Regions from separate parts of the Mus musculus genome. Here all the other regions are linked to region 1. Evidence: chromatin contacts called from public Hi-C and promoter capture Hi-C data. All regions are on one chromosome and are shown on one strand. Each heading gives the region's core, a stretch centred on a gene start, on an enhancer-like site or on the middle of the called end of the contact. The rest is flanking DNA. Distances are from core to core; before and after follow the strand shown. Region 1 holds the start of Fbf1 (Fas (TNFRSF6) binding factor 1). Region 2 holds the start of Gga3 (golgi associated, gamma adaptin ear containing, ARF binding protein 3). Region 3 overlaps Tmem104 (transmembrane protein 104).

Region 1 (4,428 bases), core at 696-3,195:
TCTAACCTGTAAGGAAGGCTTCCCAGAGGCCCCATGAAAGGAAAAAAGGATTGCTAGTTCTGTGTCCTTGCCCAGGGGCAGACTTGAGGTCTAGTCTGAGGCTGGGGCCAGGGCCTTGAAGGATTGAGGATTCAGTTTGTGGGAATTTGACTTTTTCTTCCTAAAGAGTGTGAGTTGGGGCTGGTGAGATGGCTCAGTGGGTAAGAGCACCCGACTGCTCTTCCAAAGGTCCAGAGTTCAAATCCCAGCAACCACATGGTGGCTCACAACCATCCGTAACAAGATCTGACTCCCTCTTCTGGAGTGTCTGAAGACAGCTACAGTGTACTTACATATAATAATAAATAAATCTTTAAAAAAAAAAAAAAAAAAAAAAGAGTGTGAGTTATCATTCCCAAGACACTCCTGTGCTTGGTCTGTGGTGTCCCTGAGAGAACCTGTGTCCCTCTTATGTGATGTCCCTGAGAGAACCTGTGTCCCTTTTATGTGATGTCCCTGAGAGAACCTGTGTCCCTTTTATGTGGTGTCCCTGAGAGAACCTGTGTCCCTCTTATGTGATGTCCCTGAGAGAACCTGTGTCCCTTTTATGTGATATCCCTGAGAGAACCTGTGTCCCTCTTATGTTATGTCCCTGAGAGAACCTGTGTCCCTTTTATGTGGTGTCCCTGAGAGAACCTGTGTCCCTTTTAGGCAGCACTGCTTGATTAGCTTCCGGCCGACATCATCCGTGGTATGGTTGCTTTCTCCTGAGTCTGTTCCATTTCCCTCCTACAAACTGTATACAAGATTCTCCCTCCCCTCCTCTTCCACCTCCTCCTCCTCCTCTTCCTCCCCCTTCCTCCTCTTCCTCCTCTTCCTCCCCTCTCCTCCTCCTCCTCTTCCTTCCCCTCCTCCTCCTCCTTTCTCCCCCTCCTCTTCCTCCTCCTCTTCTTCCTCCCCCTCCTCTCCCTCCTCCTCCCCCTCCTTGTCCTCCTCCTCCTCTTCCTTCTCCTCCTCTTCTTCCTTCTTCTCTTCCTCCTCCTCTTCCTTCTCTTCTTCCTCCTCTTCCTTCTTCCTTCTCCTCTCTTTCCTTGTAAGACAGGTGTATTAGCTGATTTTGTGTATAACCTGACACACCCTAGAGTCATCAGAGAGGAAAAAGCATCAGATGAGTAATTGCCTTCATGAGATCCAGCTGTAAAGCATTTTCTCAATTAGTGATCAATGGGGGAGGGCCTAGCCCATGGTGAGTGGTGCCATCCCTGGGCTGGTAGTCTTGGGTTCAAGGCACTAAGTTCTTTTCTATAAGAACACATGAAGTTGGGGAGGAAACAGCTATGGGAAGATTTGGAGCAGGTACAATAGTACAATGGAGGGTGGACTCGATCTAAACATCAGCACATATAAAACAATTTTTTAAAATTAAATTTGTAGAGAGTTGGAGCATCTGTGTTGGCAGAGCACCACCTTGCCTCTGGCTAGAGATTTATTTACTCCTTCTTTGGATTGCACCTAAGAAAGTGTGTTGTGTTAATTCCGAGACACTATTATGTAGCTGGTCTCAACAGCCAGTTTTGACCTAGGAAATTGACAATCTAGGTCTAGCCTAGGTTTCAAACGCTATGATTCTGGGCGTGGCATGTCCACTGTGTGCCTTTGTTGATAGTTTTGGGTCTTCTGACAGAGCAGCTTTGACCTTATGATTGATCAAGAAGAAGATCATGGTCACCAATTAGCCCTCCGAACTTGAGGAACTCCCTTGCACCTAGTCGGGAGATGCTTTCCCCGCGCTTCACGGGAGTGACGTTGAGACAGCTCCTAGCAACTCGCGGAGCATCCAACAGACGCCTTGCCCCCGCTGCGGGGCACGCTGGGAGATGTAGTCCTTCCGGTCAAGTCCTGTGGTTCGGCCCGCTAGTGAACGGGCGACGGACTACAGTTCCTAGAATCCTCCACGCCACCGTCTATTTGAGGCCAGAGGCTGCGAGGTGGGACTGTCGCCGGCGGAGAGGTGGTAGGCCTGGCCGAACGGAGCGCACTGAGTGGAGTCGGAACCCTGGGATCTGGTTGGGCTTGGTTTCCGTGGCCTTGTTTCTGAAAGGACAGCTCTTAACAGGGCCCCTAGGGACTAGGGAGAAGCTCGGCTGTGTCTGGATTCAGACGGGATGGGCGCGCGGGGGATGGAACATTGAGAGGCACAATGCCTGGCCTGGCGCTACACTCCGGGACCCGCTGTGGCTGAGGGGCGGGCTCGCGGATTTTAAAATGCCTTCATGGAGTTGGTTGAATATGTGAAGACGTGACAATATTCTGGAACACTTTGGCCATTACAAGCTGCCCCTAGAAAATGTACCCCCGGCCCTGTCTGGGAAGCTGCGACGGAATGCATAGGAGATAGCAGAAATTCTTTGATGTGATATGAGCGAAAACGCGTTTGGACTTGTAGATCGCTAAAGTTGCCATTGCACAGGAGAAACACAAGCATTCCCCTGTGTCCACAACCCCAGATACACTTTGCATTTTAATAAGAGACTAGGCACACCGAGAAGACAGATGAGCGCCCCAGCTGCCTTTCTTCCTAGGCACGTGAAGGTGGGTTTGGGTGAAGTGTAAGAGACAAAGAGGAGGTAGGAAATGCTGAGAAATTCTGTTCCCTGTATGAAATGTTTATCATATGTGAACTCACTGTCAGGCTTTGTGCTAGATGCAGCCTATAGAGAGTTTCCTGGCAAGGGATTTGAGTCCGGATGTGGTTTCTCTTTCCAAATGGCTCCACTTGTCACCACTTCCAGGGTAAAGGATATGGTCTACTTTTAAAATACTCTCCAAGCCAAGGAAAGGCCGATAAGTGAATAAGGAATCCTCATGTATTCTCTCTCCCTCCCACCCCTCCCCCAATCTGTTTCTTGCGGCAGGAGCTTACCCTAGCCCAAGAATTCACTATATATATCATTCAAGCTGGCCCCTAACTCAGCAATCCTGCTTCAGCCTCCCAAGTGCTGGGATTGCAGGTATGAAGCACTGCCTAACTTTTTCTTCTTTTTAAAATTTTAATTTTATGCGTATGGGTGTTTTGTCTGTGTGTCTGTCTGTGCACCACATGCATGTCTGGGCAATCAAAAAACACATCGATCCATTCATCTGTCCCCGATGGGAGTGACAGTTTGTAAGCCCCTATGGGTACTGGGGATCCAGTCCAGCTCAAATACTCATCTCTGTCTCTTTTGATTTGTTTGTCAGGGTTTTTCGGTGTAGCTCTGGCTGTCCTAGCAGTCACTCTGTAGACCAGGCTGGCCTCAAACCCAGAAATCCACTTGCCTCTGCCTCCTAAGTGCTACCACCTCCAGACTGCTTTTTCTATTACATACCTCAGGTTGGCCTAGAACTTGTGATTTTCCTGCCAAGTTCTAGGGTTGCCGCTAAGTGTGTATGATCATACCCACCTCAGGAATTCTTTTTGAACTTTACTTACTCATCTGGCGTAGTGGAGCACACACGCACATGGAGGTAAAAGGAAGACTTGCAGGAGTCAATTCTCTACCTCCATAATGCGTGTCCTGGGCTATCCAACTCAGATAGGCAGGCCTGCTGGCAATAGCACCTTTACTCACTGAATGGCATTCAATTCAGGAATTCTGGGATTATAGAAATAGGTTTGACCAATTCCTGGCTGTCCTGGAACTTGCGCTGTAAACCAGGCTGGCTTCACGCTCTGAGATCTGCCTGCCTCTACCTCCTGCGTGCTATGATTAAAGGCATGAACCACTGCTACCCTGCTGGGTTTTGATCTCTTAAGTGAAGGATTCTTAAGAGCCTTGGAGCCAAGCACTGGGAAATGCTGAATTCTACCTTTTATTTATGTGTATTTATTTATTTTTGAGACTTGCGTAGCCCAGGTTGGCCCTGAATTTGCTATGTAGCTGAGGATAGCCTTGAGATTCGGGATTTTTTTTTAACCTCTTCCCAAGTCCTGGTATTTCAGCATTATGCTGTGTCCAGATTTTGTTTTTAATTCTATGAATGTGTGTGTGCATGTGGGTGCAGATGCCCATGGGTGCTAGAGGCTTGGATCCCCCTGGACCTGGGGTGCTGGGGGGCTTGTGATCTACCCAACACAGTGCTGGAAACCCAACTCAGGTCCTCTGCAAAACCAGTTTGGGCTCTTGGCTCCTAAGCCGGCCATCGCTCCAGCTTCCATCTTTTAAGCAGTTTCTTTTATTTTCTCTATTAGGGAAGATGAGCTTGCTGGGCAAGAATACACATGACTGGACAGTGCTGTGAGGAGCTGCAGAGAGCCCCGAAGCCCAGGATGGTAGGCAGAGTACAGCACTAGACACATGAAGATAGACACGATGCACCCCACCCCATGCCACCCGACCCTCATCATCCTGGCTGCATAGAATAGAAGCTCTGTGGCAAGGACCAGCGCTGGTCCCATGCCAGGGCAAC
Region 2 (4,776 bases), core at 172-2,671, 560 kb after region 1:
ACTAAGTAGCTCTGTTCCAGAACTCACTCTGTAGCTCAAGCAGGCCTGACTTATCTCTGCTTCTCGAGTGCTGGATTCAAATGCCTTCTCCAGCGATGGGATTTGAGGTGGGCACCACCAATCTCAGATCTTGGAAATTTTAATGGCAGGAATAGAAACCTGTTTTCTAGTTTTGAAGCCATGGTGTAAAACGCAGACACCAAGCCTGAGGGAAAAGAAAGACAAGCTGAAGAGGAAGAAGCGGCCTTACCTGAGCCATGAGAGACCGGGCCAGAACTTTGTTGCCTCCCTTCATCATCATGTTGGTGAATTTGCTTCAAGGAGAAAAACATGGTTAGCTTTCCCGGGCTGTACTCCGGATCCCTCAGCAGAAAACTGCCCCAGGTGAGTTCCAGCCCACAGCAGAGGAGCATTTGCGCCAAACCTGATGACCGGGTCTGCGAACACCGAGCTGGTTTCAGTCGCGGCCGCAGCTTTGATAAACTGGGTTTTCTTGAGCTCCTGGTCATACTTCTCCTCTTCGGTGAGTTCCGCCACCGGCTTGCGGTAATATTCCTTGTCAATCAAGGGCTCCCGGAATTCGGGGGCATAGCGGCTCCCCCTCACCTGTGTGAGCCTGGGAGTGGGGCGAGGAGGAAGCAGACAGAACCCTACGGGTGAATCTGTGACTCCACAAAAGTGAACAAGCTTGACTTAACAGTAAGCCGCAAGTGCCATCACGCTGACGAGGGACGGTGGCGCTGGGACCGCCTGCTAACCTGACAGCAGTTCTGACCCTTGTCCCAAGAGGTAGGCAGCCCCCACCCCGAAACTGGCCACTGTTCCGTCGCAAGCCAGTTCTCCGATCTCTAGCAGGGCCGCACTCTCGGCTCCGGGTAGAACCGATCTAGGTCATCCCGGCCTGTCAGGCATAGGACAGGGTACTAAGCCCCCAAACCGGCCCGTTTAATGGCTGGAGTCAGCCATCTCGGCGCCCCGAGTTAGTGCCCTCCCGCGCCAGAACTCAGCGCAGCTCGCCTGCGGCTTCTTTCCTTTCCCCAGGTCCTCCCGTGAAGGTCCGAGCGGCGGTCCCGGCTACGCGCTGCCTTCTCACCCTGGAAGGTTCCAGACGGCGCACCTCACTCCCAGGGCCAGCCCGGACCAGCGAAGCGGAGCGCGCAGCGCGGGGGCAGCCATCTTGGCCGCTGTCAGGACCTCGGAGGGCTGCCCACAGCGCGCCTGCGTGAGTGAGCGACAGGACACGGATGAGAGCCTGCGCACTTTCCTCGGGCGTGGGTTTCCCTTCAGAGGTTCCCTCTGAGGAAGAAGCGAAGACACATCCTCGCCCTCGCGGCCTCCGACGCGGTCCGGCGCGCCCGTGGACCGCAGCCCTCGGCGCGCTCAGGCCCCCATGCGGGCCCCGCCCCCGCCCTGCTCGCGCAGAACCTCGCGAGGCTTGAGGGCGCAGGGCCGGACCGGGCGGCTGCAATATGGCGGAGGCGGAAGGGGAGAGCCTGGAGTCCTGGCTGAGTGAGTATCCGGGGCCGCCTCTACCTGACCTCCAACCACGGGCCTGCCTCCTCCCTCCCTGCGCCATCCCCTCCGCCGCGGCGGCCCGCGGCAGTCCACACCCGGCGTCGCCTCGCGGCGAGCATCCGGCGCTCACACCCCTTGCGAGCAGCGGCCCTTCCCCGCCGCGCGTCCTCAGGCTCCCGCGGGTGACACCTGCAGCGCGAGATCCTGCAGGCCCGGAAAGCGACACCCGGGCGCCTTGGGCTGACAGGCGGGCGTCGTGGGGAGGTTGAGGTGGGGCTGCACCCAGCCTGTGCTCTGGGACCGGGCATTGGACAGGTCCCTCGGGGAGGGTTGAGCGGTGCCACGCCGCACACACAACACAGCTGGCAGCTTCCAGAGTGGGACCATCCTCAGTGAGGATGCTGGAAGTGAGAATTCATTTCCAAAGCGCGACTACAGGGAACAATATACCACGAAGCGTGCTAAATATGTACTGAAGGAACACACATGCGCGCACACACACACACATATATGCACGCACTCATTTTAACGAGATAACCCGCTCTTGAGTAACTCAAAAAACAATGACTGCTGCTATATCGACGTGTTGCTATCTTTACTAATTTGTACATTGCTCCAAAGGAATAAGGTTTAACGTTAGCGGACAGTTCATCCAGGTTATTTAGTAAGGGTTAATAAGGCTGGTTAATCACGCCTTATCAAGGGTCAATAAATTAACTTTACTAAGGGCTAGCCCCGGGAGAGCCTCTGAAATGGAGACGAATCAGGTAAGACGTCTTTGTAGAGCCCTGAGCTGGAAATCCTTTACGGAATACAGTTGTCTCTTTGATGTCTTGAGTGTTGTTCCTAGAGGCATGGCCTTCCTTAAGAACTACTGTTCAGGAGATTGAAATTAGCTTTAAGGGAAGCTACATCCCAAAAGAAAAGTAAGATCACAGTTGCAGTGTCTGATGTTTGCGGGCAGGGCATAGAGCCATCTCCCTATATGTGACAGTTCTCTGGGGAGTGTACAGTGCTGGATTACAGGCATTGGCTAAAATCATTTACCCAAGGATCCCAGTGTCCAGTCAGCTGTGTATAGACCAGGCTGGCCTCGAACTCACTGAGATCCTCCTGCCCCTGCCTCCCCAGTGCTAGGATTAAAGGTGTGCACCACCACGCCCAGCTCCCCTTCTTGAAAGATGAAAATAATTGGAATTGTAGACCCAGTATCTCACTTAATGAAACAGGTTCTGTGGCCACAATTCAAAGAGGACATTCTGCCTCCACTCAGACCGTTTTCCTGGAACCGTGTGACTGGGTAATAGCCAGAGCAGAATTGATTCACCACACAGACGGTAACAGGAAAAATGGAGTAGTATAAATGACCTAAGCTGCGCTAAGCAGGGTTGACTTAGGTGTTTTGTCTTTGTGAGACAGAGTCTCAGGACGCCAAGGCTGGCCTTAAACGCCTGCTCTTTCTGCTCTATCTAGAACTGCTGGGATTTCACCGTCTGACTAGACAGTGTGACTTATACCAGTCCGTTGAACCAGTCAGTGCCATCTTTGTGAAGGTCCTTGTCACCTCCGGTTTGCCTGAATTACTGCAGCAGCCTCTCCTTGGTCCACTCTGCATGCTGTTCCCAAGAGAGCAGTTATAGCTTACCACCATTCCAGGGCTGCCACCCCACTACCCTCCTCCCAGTCTGTCTCTGGCCATTACCTGCCTTTTCCTTTGATGGCCTGGTGATGCTTTTCCCACCAGCACACACTGTTCTCATTAACCCTGAAGCCCTCTTATCCCTTGCTTAGTTATGTGCTTCAAACCTATCTCAGAATATCCTTCCTTACAAACCATCTCTTGATGACTTCAGCTCTCTCTCGAGGCCCGCTTGGCACATTCAGCTAGTGTTTAGCAAGTAGTGAGTCTATTTTAGCCAGGCATAGTAGTGCACACCTTTAATCCCAGCACTCGGAAAACAGGCAGGCAGATCTCTGTAAGTTCAAAGCTAGCCTGGTCTATAGAGTGAGTTGCAGGACAGCCAGAACTACACGGTGAAACCCTGTCTGGAAAAGAAGGGGTAGGGGGCAGCATTTCACCAATTTGAGTGTCATTTTTTGCAAAGGGGCTGTGCTAATCTTTCTGTATCATTCTAATGTTAGTTTATGGGCTGCTGAAGTGAACACAAGAACAACAAAGTTTAACCATTTGTTCCGTGGTGGACCTCTTACTTAACATGTGCAAGGCACTGGATTCCATGCCAGCCTTACAAAGACAGAAATGAAGCAAAAAAAGCCCAGGAAAGTCAAGATATCTTTGCCTTAGTTTGATGGATATGCTATCAGAATGGATAGAAATTGAGGCAGTAAAGATTCTAAGTGGCAGCTTAAGTACTAAAATGTAGGTTTCCTTAGGTAACCGGTGAAAGGGAAGTGGAGAATGACCTAAGACAGAAGGAGAAGACAGCAGCAAGCTAGGACTTAAAAAAAAAGGGAACCCACCATGAGAATGCTGGGTGGCGGTGTGTAGAGCACACCAGTTAGCAACTGTAGGAGTATGGGACCATCTGAGACACGGGGCATTTTACGTGTTGACATTTAGCAGTTAGCAGGCTCCCATTTCTCTTACACCTGATAAAACTGACCTGTAAGGAGGAGTGGTGGCAGGACCTGACTTAGACTGATGAGAGTAAGCCGAGTGTGGTGACTCACATCTGACTTCCCAGCACGTGAACAGTGGACCAGGAGCAGCTCCGCAAACTGAGGCCAGCTGGGATACATACAGAATTAGTGTCATTAAGGGTTACAGGGTGAGACGGTTTCCAAAAACAGACAAACCAAGCAGTATAGGCAGGATAGTTCAGTGAGTGTGCTTCCTGTGCCAGCCTGGCCACACTTGAGTTCAGCCACTCAAGCCATGTAAATGAGGAGAGAAGCGCCCGCGCGCGCGCGCGCGCGCGCCTGTGTGTGTGTGTGTGTGTGTGTGTGTGTGTGTGTGTGTGTGTGCAGGTGATATGATGATGTGAGAGAAGAGGTGGGCCGGGGTTAGAAGAGACATTCTGGGAGGGCATGACTGAGAAAGATTGATGGTTAGGAAGGTGACTCCAGAGGCTGAAGTGGCTCAGCAGGTGAGGTCACTTGCTACTGAGCCTTAGGACCTGAGTTTGATCCTGGGGAACCACATGGTGGAAAGAGAACCAACTTCTTCAAGTTGTCATTTGACCTTAACATTTGAGACATGCCACACATCTCCCCTTCCACCCCCTTCCCACATAGAACAGT
Region 3 (4,216 bases), core at 377-2,876, 950 kb after region 1:
TGTTCAAAGCTTGGTAAGCTGTTCTGTAGGAGCTTTGGAGACAATAATGTTGAGAAAGTTGCAGATGAAGGAGGCCTGGCTTGTGAAGTTTCAGAGAGAAGCAAAGACTGTGTGACGAGTCTGTGGGTGTCTGGTCTGCTGGGGCTGAAGAGTCAGCTGTGGTTAAGAAGAGACCAGCATCACTGATGAAAAGGCTTCTGGGAAGTGTTTCCTCAGGGTCAGCACACAGAAGCTGTGGTCCAGAGGCAGCCAAGGCTGGCTGTTCTTTGTGCTGGCAACTTAACTTGGTAACCCAGGTGGTACTGGTTTTGAAGGCAGGAAGGGGTCATGGAGAGCAGCTGAGGCTTGGCACTGTGTGACAGGGCTGGAGTCTCTGAATAGAGCCCAGGAGAAGCTCATGATGAAGGAGCAGCCCAGTTGCAGCAGAGACTCCAGCACTGTGGAGATGCCAGTGTCATGGGATGACCACCAAAAACAGCAGCGGTGGCGTGGAGACAGCCTGAGCCTAGAGGAGCGGCTGTGTGTGCTGCAGGGGGAAGAGCCGAGGTGACCCAAGCCACTGGAGGAGCCCAGAAGACCCGAGGGGATCCCAGACACTGGCGTTACACTGTTTACCTGATGGAGCTTGGGTTTGCCGTGTTCAGACTGCGACTGTGCCCTGCTTCTTCCCTCTTCAGTAAGAAAGGGTTTGACAGGAGCTCACACTGAGAGACTTTGGATTTTAAGGAAGCTGAATTTTTAAGTATTTAAAAATTTAAAGACTGTGGAACTTTTAGAATTTGGAATGTTTATAATGTGATATTCATCTTGGGGAAGAATAAGAAAGGAAGGGTTAAGGCTTATCGGTGATGTGCTTGTGTGCTGAGTTGACAAAGGTCAACTGTGCTGGGTAGTTTTATGTCAACTTGACACATGCTCGAGTTATCTGAAAGGAGGGAACTTCAATTGAGAAAATAAATGCCTCCCTAAGATTCAGCTGTAGGGCATTTTCTTAGTGATTGATATGGGAGGCTCCAGCCCATTATGTGTGGTGCCGCCCCTGGACTGGTGGTCCTGAGTTCTATAACAAAGCTACCTTGGTCATGGTGTTGCATTATAGCAAGAGTAACCCTAACTGGTACACATCCATTCTCCAAACATCCCAAGTACAGAACCATGGTACTACCAAGACCTACTGCATGCAAAGAACGCTCTGTCAACACTTCATTTTTCTTTCTCTGAGATGGAGTCTTGCTATGTCCCTCCTCCGTGTAAATGACCTTCCTGCTTTGGCCTCTTGAGTAGCTAGGACTATAGCTACATACACCACCCCTTGCCATATGATATTTTATTTTTATTGCCCATGTGAGCTTAACAATGGCCCAAATACTCATGAGAGTTCAGGTGCTTCTGATCACACAGGAGAAGACCACCCACCATGCAGAAGATGACAGTCAGGGAAGGAGAGGATGCTATACTGGAAACTGTGTCAACAATGCACGTGCGCCAAGCCCGGTCAACTGCTGTCATGATGCGTTTGCCAAAATTCTAGGACAAGAGTTATTACGTCGTGGAGAGGAGGGCTTGTTCATACCAAACCAGAAGTGACCTGGGGACAGAGGATAAACTGTGACCTTGATATGGATCAGCCCAGTGGTGGGTAGGCGGAGCTAGAGGACAGGAAGAAGAAACCACCCCTGGCAGGACAGGGCTCAGCACTAACTGGACCAAACACCCTAGAAACGCTGTAAGTTCTTCCTAACGGACCAGTGTCCGTGGTACAGGGGAAATGAGGCAGGTGGAGGAGGTTGGGGCACCTCTTTCAGTACACTGACTCCACCCTAGCAGTGACTGGCATTTATCTAACACTTGGCAGAACACAACACTTGACGGAGGTTATGTCTCAATGCCTGCTTCTACCCTGCCCTAGCCTAGCCAGCGTCGAGAAGGATGCATGCAGAATGGACTGATGACAAGGAGCAGCTGACGCCCAGGCCATTCCAAACAGGAAATGGGCATTGTGTGCATCCTGTGCACCAGGAGTCCAATCTTGCTTTCGTGTTGCCACACCCTTTGGCAGAAAACCTCCCCTGTTGCTGCAATGTTCAGCCCGCTCTGGCTTGGAGAGTGGTTGTGAGTCACCTGACCTGAGTGCCGGAATTAAACTCAGATCCTCTGTAAGGACAGTACAGGCTCTTAACTCCTGACAGATTTCCCCAGCCCGACGCTCACCACTGCAATGATTTACTTAGTTCTTGTTTATTTGCTTTGGTGCCGTGGCACAGGTGTGGAGGTCAGAGGGTAAAACCGTGGAATTAGTTCTTTCCTTCTTCCTTTACCTGGGTTCTGGGGACCAAGCTCAGGTTGCAGCCTTCTGTAGTAAGTGCTTGGGCCTGCTGAGCCACCCCACCCTGGCCAGTTTCCCTTCTGATAGACAACAGTAAATAAACAGGAGGAGGAACCCATACAGTTCACTTTCCAAGTCATCTTCCTGACCACCTTCCAGCCCCTACTTAGGGGAAGTGCTGACCTCCCTGACTTTAGCCTTGGGGTGGGCCTTTGCTGAGGCCCTCGGATGCAAATTAGACAGGCAGCCACCGTTAACCCCAGCTCCGGGGTATCCGATACCTCCGGCCTCCATGGGCACTTGCGCACATGTGCACATACACAGACACACAACTAAAATAATAAAAACAAACTGCAAGGAATGGGGCAGAACAACTGATAAGGGACCTGAGGCGAAGACAAACATTCAAAAGTGACCCTAAGAACTGCTTCCCAGGTGCTTCTGGAAGTTTCCCTATGGACAGGACAGGTCCAACTCTCTCTGGCCTCTGTATGAGGGAGAAAGTGGGAAAGAGGACGAAACTCACCCCAGACAACCTGAGAGGGCACTGAGAGGGGCCCCTGCAACACCAAGCTGATGGTCTGCAAATTCCACATGCCATCTCCCCCCAAGTCTGCCCAGAACACAGTCCACAGCCCCTGGCAGCTGACTCAATGCTATGTCACCTGCCCACCTGGTCTTGCCATTGAAACCAGGACAAGGCACAACACTTGGTACAGGTACCGCCCCCAGTGGCTAGGAAGCCTGCAGAAGGGAAGTGGTTCTGGGGCTCCATTCTGAGGAGTGCTGTCACTCTCTGTCCAGAGCTTCCGATAAGCTCTCAGTGCCGAGACTCCCAGGGCCGAGACTCCGGTGGGGTCACAGCCTATTCCCCTGGAGGAGCTCGGGCTTGCAGGAGGGGAGGAAGGGCTCTGAGAGCTGGCAGGTGAAGCAGAGCTTTGGAGGCCACCCAGGTGGGACCTCTTTCTAATCCTGGCTACTGTTTCCACTTCAGAAAACAGGTGTTGAGAGGGATTAAAGGCTTTGTCCAAAATCTCAATTACTTAGCTGTAGCTGGGATTAGAGCCCAGGTCACCTGTATCCAAAGCCTATTTCCTGCTTAGAGCACTCAAGTGCCTCCCACAAGGGCCACTTCTTCAACTGCCCCTCTCTCCTCTCCTCAGACCTGGTTCCCTTCAGGGAGGACTGGGCAGGTGGGATGCTCTTAGCCTGGCACAGCCATTTTTTCTCTGGTCCTGGCATTTGGGGACATGCCTGCACGCCTGTGTGGTCTTTCTCAGCTGACAGGCCAGATGGCTCCCAGTGGTGGGCGGAGTTCCAAGAATCAGATGCCAGAGCTACAACCTTTGTGGTTTGGGGGAAGAGATAAATATTGTGGAAAACCCACACAGTCATTCACTTAATGACTATAAGTCATCGGGGGTTTTTAATGGATGGCTGTCTCCTCTCAAGCGAGACAGAGTGAGGTGGGATCCAGCAACATCAGGCCCAGGTAAACAGATGGAACTAGGAAGGCTCTGCGAGGTTACGTGGGGAGATATGGCATGCACGAACAGGCGTACACAAACGGGCATGCATACATATGCACAGTCGGCTGGGGCAGCGGAGGCCGAGGGCTCTGCCTGGAGGAACAGAGCTGACTCTGGAGGCAGCTGTGCTCTTAGCTCCCTGTCACCAGGTCAGGGGCAAAGGGGGGCTGGCAGGGGAGCACGAATGGGACCTGCAACTTCCAAACATGTGGATGGCTTTTAATTGTTCCCCCAAAGATGCTTTGGGCCCTGCTAAGGAAGTCTCTGTCCCGGTAGTGAGAACCAGAGGATGCCGTCTCTTGGGGAAAAGAGGAGCCAGCAGTAGATATGGAGTTGGGTTCGTTGGCTATTCAAAGGTAGC

Evidence for each region. Promoter capture Hi-C pulls out the DNA fragments that hold promoters and counts their contacts. Hi-C and Micro-C count contacts between places; a contact is called where the count stands out from the background.
Region 2: a promoter capture Hi-C map of hippocampal neurons shows a contact between it and region 1, with 2.3 times the contacts expected there. The contact joins the promoter of Gga3 here to the promoter of Fbf1 in region 1.
Region 3: a contact with region 1 is called in a Hi-C map of the G1E-ER4 cell line, with 17 times the contacts expected there. The contact joins the enhancer-like site here to the promoter of Fbf1 in region 1. A contact is called at or near these places in 2 of 39 promoter capture datasets (both in embryonic stem cells), 15 of 484 Hi-C or Micro-C datasets (the G1E-ER4 cell line, the N1E-115 cell line, embryonic stem cells and 7 more), 7 of 115 datasets of contacts at active chromatin or transcription factors (bone marrow-derived macrophages, embryonic basal ganglia, embryonic stem cells and 1 more) and 1 of 9 other capture datasets (embryonic stem cells).

Annotation. Positions count from the first base shown.
Region 1 is chr11:116,165,695-116,170,122 of GRCm38.p6, reverse strand. It overlaps Fbf1 (Fas (TNFRSF6) binding factor 1), which reads left to right and starts at 1,945. Exons shown (of 31, transcript NM_172571.3): 1 at 1,945-2,571; 2 at 2,895-2,990; 3 at 4,211-4,291. The coding sequence starts at 4,241.
Region 2 is chr11:115,600,561-115,605,336 of GRCm38.p6, reverse strand. It overlaps Gga3 (golgi associated, gamma adaptin ear containing, ARF binding protein 3), which reads left to right and starts at 1,421. Exons shown (of 17, transcript NM_173048.3): 1 at 1,421-1,509. The coding sequence starts at 1,470. Mrps7 (mitchondrial ribosomal protein S7) reads right to left here and starts at 1,197. Exons shown (of 5, transcript NM_025305.3): 1 at 1,094-1,197; 2 at 425-616; 3 at 251-314. The coding sequence starts at 1,176. It also overlaps the pseudogene Gm25364.
Region 3 is chr11:115,217,296-115,221,511 of GRCm38.p6, reverse strand. All of the region lies in intron 8 of Tmem104 (transmembrane protein 104), which reads right to left. Among named protein-coding and RNA genes, the nearest start is that of Tmem104, 32 kb to the right of the region's middle. Within about 2 kb of position 1,626, at least 90 of the 459 cell types and tissues checked have an H3K27ac peak or open chromatin away from gene starts, as enhancers often do. A contact at or near this core is called in the G1E-ER4 cell line, the N1E-115 cell line and bone marrow-derived macrophages, where this site is marked.